Linked DNA regions of Macaca mulatta: region 2 is linked to region 1. A link is a contact called in public Hi-C data. All regions are on one chromosome and are shown on one strand. The core of a region is the stretch at or near the end of the contact, and the rest is flanking DNA. Distances in the headings are between cores, read along the strand shown.

Evidence for each region. A called contact is a pair of places that touch in the nucleus more often than the background predicts.
Region 2: a contact with region 1 is called in a Hi-C map of cortical neurons, with 3 times the contacts expected there. The contact joins the promoter of TPP1 here to the promoter of MRPL17 in region 1. A contact is called at or near these places in 4 of 14 Hi-C or Micro-C datasets (CD4 T cells, blood, cortical neurons and 1 more).

The regions. Positions count from the first base shown.
Region 1 is chr14:59,099,360-59,103,746 of T2T-MMU8v2.0, forward strand. MRPL17 (mitochondrial ribosomal protein L17) reads left to right here and starts at 2,661. Exons shown (of 3, transcript NM_001193734.2): 1 at 2,661-2,938; 2 at 3,247-3,315; 3 at 3,660-4,387. The coding sequence starts at 2,765. The coding sequence ends at 3,944.
Region 2 is chr14:59,162,409-59,166,795 of T2T-MMU8v2.0, forward strand. It overlaps TPP1 (tripeptidyl peptidase 1), which reads left to right and starts at 2,514. Exons shown (of 13, transcript XM_001108748.5): 1 at 2,514-2,562; 2 at 2,679-2,750; 3 at 3,031-3,170; 4 at 4,176-4,326. The coding sequence starts at 2,519. DCHS1 (dachsous cadherin-related 1) reads left to right here. Exons shown (of 22, transcript XM_077963587.1): 22 at 1-620. The coding sequence ends at 170.

The DNA of each region.
Region 1 (4,387 bases), core at 1,411-3,910:
TGATCAGAAAAAGAAGGGAGCCAAAGAGAAAGGTACCTGAATTCAGCTGACAGCCAGACTGCTGCACCAAGAGAAGCACACTTTGTGAGAACCAATGGAGAGGAGCCAGAGCTACTGGAACCTATTCCCTATGAATTCACGACATAATAGGTGCAAATAATAATAATAATAAAAGACCCTTGGACTGTTAAAAAAAAGAATTGTTTCGTTAATATCAGCCCACAGAAATTGCAGAGAAAGCCAGTAGTGATGCTGCAAAAACAAAATGTAAGGAAATTGACATCTAAAAAAAGAATCAAATTTTGAAGACTACCAGAAGAGACAAGAGACGATGGTCTTGTATTGCCAGAAAAAGTCAAAAAGGACAATGTTTGATGCTACAATTGTTTTTACCAAGTGTAAGCATCTTCTAAAACAATGGATCAATGTTTCATTTTATCTACTTTTTTGCTGAGGAAGAGACTCTTCACAAGTTTTTACCAACAGAAATTTGTGATAAATTTGCTGGTGGGCCGGGCATGGTGGCTCACACCTGTAATCCCAGCTCTTTGGGAGGCTGAGGCAGGCAGATCACCTAAGGTCAGGAGTTCAAGACCAGCCTGGCCAACATGGCAAAACCCTGTCTCTACTAAAAATACAAAAAAATTAGCCAGGCGTGGTGGCGGGTGCCTGTAATCCCAGTTTCTTGCCAGGCTGAGGCATGAGAATCGCTTGAACCCAGGAGGTGGAGGTTGCAGTGAGCCAAGACCACGCCATTGCACTCCAGCCTGGGCAACAAGAACGAAACTGCGTCTCAAAAAAAAAATTCTGGTGAAAATATCTTAGTGAAATTTTTCAACTGCAAAGACAATTGTAAACTACAAGAATTGTTCCCAAAGAAACAAAATATGAATGGTAATTGTAATTTCTGTAATTTATTGTAAATTTCTTTGTGAAGTGTGATTTGTATAAATCTCTGTCAATGTATTTATATGTTCATGACTTTTCCTCTTTGCCTATTTGTTCCTTCATATTAAAGAAGCTTTTCAAAATTAAAATTAGCAAAGAGATGTTCTTTGGTCACCTAGAAGCTGACAGAGTGACAAATCTATACGTCTACTGCATATGTACACGTAAAGAGGAGTGAATTCATTTCCTAAGACTGCTGTAACAAACTATCACAAACTGTGGAACTTAAAACAGCAGAAATTTATTGTTTTGTGGCTCTGGAGGCTAGAAGTAAGAAAGCAATGTGTTAGCAGCAGGGTCATGCTCTCTGACGGATCTGAAAAAGAATACGTTTTATACCTTTCCCTTGGCTTCAGGTGTGCTCCAGCAATCAATCTTTGGAGTTCATTCACTGATTTGCAACTGCTGAACTCCATAATCTCTGCTTTCAAGGTCACATGGCTTTCTCCCTATATGTCTCTGTCTTTACCTGGTCAGCATTACCCTGAGTGTCCATCTGTCTCTCTTCATACGCTTTTTTTTTTTTTTTTTTTTTTTTTCTTTTTTGAGATGGAGTCTGACTCTGTCGCCCAGGCTAGAGTGCAGTGGCCTCATCTCAGCCCACTGCAACCTCGCCTCCTGGGTTCAAGCTATTCTCCTGCCTCAGCCTCCCGTGTAGCTGGAATTACAGGCATGAGCCACCACACCCGGCTAATTTTTGTGTTTTTAGTAGAGACGTGTTGGCCAGGCTGTTGGCCAGCATGTTGGCCAGGCTGGTCTCGAATTCCTGACCTCAGGTGATCCGCCCGCCTCGGCCTCCCAAAGTGCTGGAATTACAGGCGTGAGCCACCGTGCCCGACCTGTATATATGTATGTACGTATATATGTATCTATCTATCTATCTATCTGGCCACTAGGCATTTTGGATTAGGTGCCCACCTATACCCGTATGGCTTCATCTTAACAAATTACATCTACAATGACCCTATTTCCACATAAGGTCACATTCTGAGTTACTGCAGGTTAGGACTTAACACAGCTTTTTGGGGACGGGAAGAATCACGAGGGAAGACACAATTCAACCCATAACAAGGAATAATTTTGACAGTTATTGCCAATTTGCAGATGTTAAGGCTCAAAAACAAACTACAATATTACTGTTCATTAACACACAAATGTGTAGGTATGTTTTTTCCCCTTAAAAAAACACACTGGTGTAATTAAAAACAATCCACTACTTTTCCCTTTAGCGCTGTAAATTTTTTAACTGGAATGATTACTTCAACAAAAGAAAAATTTCACTATCTGCGTTTCTTTTCCGGTCATCGTTATTATCCGTTTTACTATTACTACTGAAAATCACTGTTAAAAACGATGCGTACAGGTGTCAACAAGGCTAGCTGTTCACTGCTGGACCCCGTAGGGCCGTCAGCCCGCAGGGCTCCGACCCCTCCGGGTGCCTTTCTCCTCAGACGCTCTCTTTCCCAGGAGGCTCCGCGGCGGAGCGTCCCATCGCCCTAAAAGCCACTGGCTGACGCAGCCAAAAAAAAAAAAACCCCGATGGCCCGCTTATCCCACACTAGGGGGCGCCTGCTTCTCCGGCCGCCACAGAGCGCTCTGGATGCCTGAAGCCCGCCCAGCTCGCCGCCTCTAGAAAAGCTCAACACCATTTCTCCGCCCTTCCCGAGATTGCCAACGAGGCAGGCTCTGATGCGCATGCGCAAACACGTTCGCCACGCTCGGAGCTAAGGCGCATGCGTCCCCTGAAATTGCCGCCACCCGGTCTACCTTCCAGTTTCCAGTTCCGGCCTCCAAGGGGCGGGCAGAAGCTGGAAACATGCGGCTGTCGGTCGCTGCAGCCATCTCCCATGGCCGCGTATTTCGCCGTCTGGGCCTCGGTCCCGAGTCCCGCATCCATCTGTTGCGGAACTTGCTCACAGGGCTGGTGCGGCACGAACGCATCGAGGCACCATGGGCGCGTGTGGACGAGATGAGGGGCTACGCGGAGAAGGTGAGGAGCGGGGCCCTCTTGTCCACTCTGCGGGTCTAGTCTGAGGGGGCGGGGCCGGCTGCAAGTGGAAAGGGACTGGGACCAACCTGGTAAACCATTCCCCAAGTCTGAGTCTTCTAGGACCCTCAGCTGAACCCGCCCCTCCATCGCCTCTAATGGAAGACTGGTTAGGGCTGCGGAGTTAAGAGATGGCGTAGATTGGAGATGGTTTGCTAGTGGAAAGAATGCATTGCGGTCCGGTATTAGAGAAATTAGATTGGCACCTTGTTTTCTTGCTCGGTTGGATCCGTGATGTTATGTCCTCACAGCTCATCGACTATGGGAAGCTGGGAGACACCAACGAACGAGCCATGCGCATGGCTGACTTCTGGCTCACAGTGAGTGCGTCCTATCGGCCTTCAGAATCCCACCCTTTACTCCCTAGGGGTAGGGGTTGGAAGAAGGAGAACTGTGCAGAATTAAGCTTGGGTACTCACTTATGGGCCAATGTTGTTAACTAAATTAGAAACTGTGTCTTAAGTTAGTTGAAGTCGATGTCAATATACCTCTGCACAACTGCCTATAAACGACTCCTTTGTGTAACATTGACTCTACCAGATTGGTGAGGGGCGGGGGAGGTCTTTCTATGTGTGGATGGACCTTATCTTTGGGAGTGGCCTAAAGTTAAATGCCTCTGCAGTTTTCCCTGACTCTTCTGTCTCTTGGATAATTCTCCCTCTAGGAGAAAGACTTGATCCCAAAGCTGTTTCAAGTTCTGGCCCCTCGATACAAAGATCAAAATGGGGGCTACACAAGAATGCTGCAGATCCCAAATCGGAGTTTGGATCGGGCCAAAATGGCAGTGATCGAGTATAAAGGGAACTGCCTCCCACCCCTGCCTCTGCCTCGCAGAGACAGCCACCTTACACTCCTAAACCAGCTGCTGCAGGGTTTGCGGCAGGACCTCAGCCAGAGCCAGGAAGCAAGCAACCACAGCTCCCACACAGCTCAAACACCAAGGATTTAACTGGATCTGAAGAGTCTGCAGCCCTTAATCAGTGCCCATGATCACAGGCCTTTGGAGCGCTTTTACTCTCTGAGAAGAACTGGAGCTAGAGATGTAAAATGGACAGTCTTAATGGGATTGAGAACCTTCTGGGAGCCAGATGACCCTCTCTTTGCACAATAGATAAAAGTCTTTATATGAATATATATAAGTTCATTTCTTTTTTCCCTCCTGTGGGATTTCTGGAGAATGAGAATTACCCAAATGCTCAGTCTACCTGGGATAGTAAATTCCTGGCTTATGCTTCTGGTCCTTAAATTTGGGTTATTTTTGGTTAGTGCAGTTCTGTTTTTCTTAATGCCAGTTTACATGGGAATGCATCCTGTAATTCCAAATGTTGCCAGAGGTGGTTTTGTTTTGACATCTGGTCTCCTAGAGACTGAGTGCTTGGGATTTCTTAGAGA
Region 2 (4,387 bases), core at 1,264-3,763, 63 kb after region 1:
GCTCCCTGTCCTCAGCTGCCATGTCCCCCAGCTTCTCACCCTCTCTGTCTCCTCTGGCTGCTCGCTCACCCGTTGTCTCACCATTTGGGGTGGCCCAGGGTCCCTCAGCCTCAGCACTCAGCACAGAGTCTGGCCTGGAGCCACCTGATGACACGGAGCTGCACATCTAGCTGTGGCCCAGGCTGGGCCCCGACCTGGGATGCGCATAGTGTCCCCAATGCAGGTCCCACTCTGAGCCTGCCCTGGGCAGCCTCGTACTATGACTGGCTACGGGGAGGCCACCACCAGGCCCCAGCTCTCCACCCTGAACTCCCCAGCCCCCTCAGAGCACTAGGACCATAGAAGTCCTGTTGGTCACTGACCTGTGACCAGATCCAATGTGGGGAGAAATATGAAGGAGGTAGCAGCCCTGGGTTCTCAGTGAGGGCTCCCTGCCCTGCACCAGCACCCTGAGATGGAGCTGAGACTTTATTTATTGGGGGTAGGGGGATGGAGGAGGTCCCTCCAACATGTTTGGACCCAGCTCCTTTGGGTTCCACTGACGCCCCTGCCCCTGCCCCTGCCCAGAACCAAGTGCCAATTCTCACTCTGGAGCCTTAATAAACTGCAATTTGTATCCAGTCTCCAGCTTTGTTCTATAGGGATGACTGGAAGACACCTGGCAGAGTATTGTGGATACCTCAGGAGGCACAGAGGGGTGGTGGGGTGGGGATGGCACTGGGAGCTCAGGAGCCTAGCCTGAGGCTGATGATCACATCTCTCTGCAGCTAATCTTTTCCTTCTAATATGGGCAAGAGGCCAGCAGGGCCTTGAGAGGGATCAGTTGGGTGTGAAAGGGGATCTTGGGGATGACCAGCTCTAGGCCCGAAATTCTTTTTTTAAAATAAGTCGGGGTGGGTACAAGAGCAGTCAAGGGGTTTATTTGTTTTTCTTGGGGCCACTAAATATCCACATTGTAATAATAGCTCAATTTGTTGAGCCTTTGTCATGTCAGGCTTTCTGCAGGTGGCTGTCTTGCTTCATCTCAGTGTAAATTTTCACAGTCATACAAAGGGATTTGGGAACCACTGGTGTAGACCATTCTTTGGGGGAGCCAGGCTGTGAGGGAAAGGCGATTGGCCAATATTTGAGAAGTTCATGGGACTGAGGAAATTAGAAAAAAAAAATAAAGTGGTCAAAGAGAAATGTTTCTGAGCATGATGCTAGTAAATACAGCTCTAGGATCCAAGCTTAGTGGGAAACTGGAGGGATCAATGGACAGGAGGAAGTCAGATTAATAGGAGTAAGGAAAAACAATAGCTTGAAAAAACAGAAGGTTATAGTCTAAGAAAGGATTCTATAATTATAATTTCAAAGGTAGAGCAGTTTTGAGAGATAGCAAGCCCAAGTGTAGCCATGGGACTGGTTTGCTTCAGTGAAGTGAAGGTAATGCTCCTTGGGTTTAATGAGATGAAGAAATGGAAGGTTAGGGTGTTGAATGGGTCTTTTACCTAGATAATTTGATCATCTAGGTCAAATGATCGCAGGAATTGGGATGGAGAGAAAAGTGAAGTGCCGTAATCTTCAGCGTGGGAATATGATCTATAGGTTATGGATGTCAGTGGCCTGTAGGAAAACAGCAAGAGTAGAGGGATCTATCTAAAAAGTATTGAGGTCAGAACAAGGGATTTTACATGAGTATAGGATTAATGGTTTTAGAAGTTAAAATGACACTGCTGACACCATCTTCCATATGGATTTTTTGGGGAAAAAAATACTTAAGAAGACTGGAAGGGAACTGAATCCTCAGGGTTTTAACTCTCATTGAAAATCTTCTTGTAATGACCCCAATTCGAAGCAGTAAACTCAGACCTTGTGGGCTTTGAGTTACCATTAGAAAGAAGCAAAGGTCTGTTTCCATTTTAGTCACCTGAGCCCACTAAACAAGATGCAAGATTCCTCCGTGGCTCTTGGAACAAAGTTGATTTCCTTGAAAACCTTGGGACCCGTAATAAACAGGACCCCAGCTGATTTTAGATCTCCTGGGAAGCTACTTAAAACTGGAAACGGATTTGAATAAAAGGATCCTGATCTTGCAAAAGCTCTACTCTGTTCATAAATGTAGTCCTAAAATGAACACAAAATTGATAATATGGAGACATAGAGGATAAAGGAGGAAAAAATTTTTTCACTGCAATATTTTCAAGGCAGATCACTTTTATGTAAGTCTCCATATTGTAAATGCAGAAACCTAGGCTCTGAGAGGTTATTTTGCTGATATCATATAGCTAGGAAGAACCCCGGTCTGTGGGTCTCTAGAGCCTACTCACTTGTGGTGACTCCCAGGGGACCAAGCTCAGGCTGCAGGTGGGGAGCACTGGGCTTACTCAGCGCTTGACTGGCCAGAGGGGAGAATCCGAGTGGCGGCACCACCCTTGCCTAGCATTCAGGACCACCCACGCAAGGGAGGAGCCAGCACCGTCACTAGTTACTAGGCAGAGGGTTGGTGGTGGACTATAGGGTTCATGTGATCTGTCACATGACAGCAGATCTGCGGAAGGGCAGAATGGGACTCCAAGCCTGGTGAGAAATTGAGAGGGCTGGGGAGAAAGGGATCACGTTGGGGGGAGCATACATTGGGAGGGTGGGAACACAAGGACAATGTAGCTCCCACTGAAACCCACCTGCTGCCCTTACAGCCTCCTAGGGCTCTTTGCCCTCATCCTCTCTGGCAAATGCAGTTACAGCCCGGAGCCCGACCAGCGGAGAACGTGAGTTGACTTAGCACAGACCACCCCGTTCCCCATACCCTGTTCTGCCTCTCACTGTCCTGGTCCTAGCTTCTCTCACCCCCATGCCAGCTCCTAGTACACACTCCATAGTTTCATCTCTAGGTTCCTAGGCTCAGTCCCCTGTCATTCACCTCATGTGATCTGTATCTGCTCCTAGGATCCTACCCAAGGTCTCAGCTCCTAATCTGGAACCTTCCATGACCAATATTTTTCATCTCTACCCTAACCAAAGCCATGTCCCTGACCCCTGACCCTACAGGCTGCCCCCAGGCTGGGTGTCCTTGGGCCGTGCGGACCCTGAGGAAGAGCTGAGTCTCACCTTTGCCTTGAGACAGCAGAACCTGGAAAGACTCTCGGAGCTGGTGCAGGCTGTGTCGGATCCCAACTCTCCTCAATACGGTGCCTTTTGGGACTGAGGACAGGATGTGGGATGCAGTGGAGGGACACAGGGCTGGGTTGGGCATGGGATGGTGATCATGTCAGGGCCTGACAAGACACTTGTGTTCCTCAGGCTAGAAACCTAAAAGGGGATGTGGTTCAGCATATAGGCTTTATGATCAAACATGAACTCAAATTCTGACTCTGCTACTTACTAGCTACCAGGCAAACGGGAAAATAGCATCTAGTACAACTTAAGTTCCTTCCCCTACCCTTGAATCCATTCTAATTTCTTCTGTTCACATACTAAGGCTGCCAGTTCTAACTCCCAAAGAGCCTTTGGATTAGTTTACTTCTTGCTGTCCTTTGTTACTACCAACTCATTTATTCCCACTCCTGGACTACTGCCCAGCTCCCCAGCTGATCTGCAGTCTCCTCCCTCCACCCCACCCCTCACTGTACTCCCCCACTCTGCTTCAAAAGTCTCTCCAACAGTCAGAATGGATTGGTTCCTTCTCCTGGTTAAAGCCCTTCACAGCAGGGGGAGTGTGCACATGTGAACTGCAGAGGCTGGGGACAGGGCAGTGTGACACTAGTATGCATGGCAGGAAACAGTGACTCACCATCGTGTTAAGCTTAAAATCAACAAGTATGCAAATTTGAGCTAAACTGGATAACTAGTGCCAAGAGATTTGAAAACATTTACTGGACATAAGCTTAAGATTAAAATGGAAAATTTATATGTATTAATCTCATTGATTTTCATGATCATGGCAATACATGCTGTGGTGTGACATTTGCAACTTACTGGCCTTTAGGGTAAATCCATATTCTTGGCCATGGCATTTCAAGTCTCTCCAGCCTTTTCTTCTTCTGCTCCCCAAGTACAACCTACACCTGCACGCACAACCCTCCTTTACCCTGATCCAGGCTTTGGGAAGTCCTGATGTCTCATAGTCGAGGTCCAAAACGGGGAGTTTGGGAAAGCAACGAATGAGGGCAAGTGCCGCTTCTGAATCCCTGCAGGAAAATACTTGACCCTAGAGAATGTGGCTGATCTGGTGAGGCCATCCCCACTGACCCTCCACACGGTGCAAAAATGGCTCTTGGCAGCCGGAGCCCAGAAGTGCCATTCTGTGATCACACAGGACTTTCTGACTTGCTGGCTGAGCATCCGGTGAGAGGAAATGATTTCTCCATGGAGGGCACCAGTCATCCCCTCAGTGAGATGGATGGGA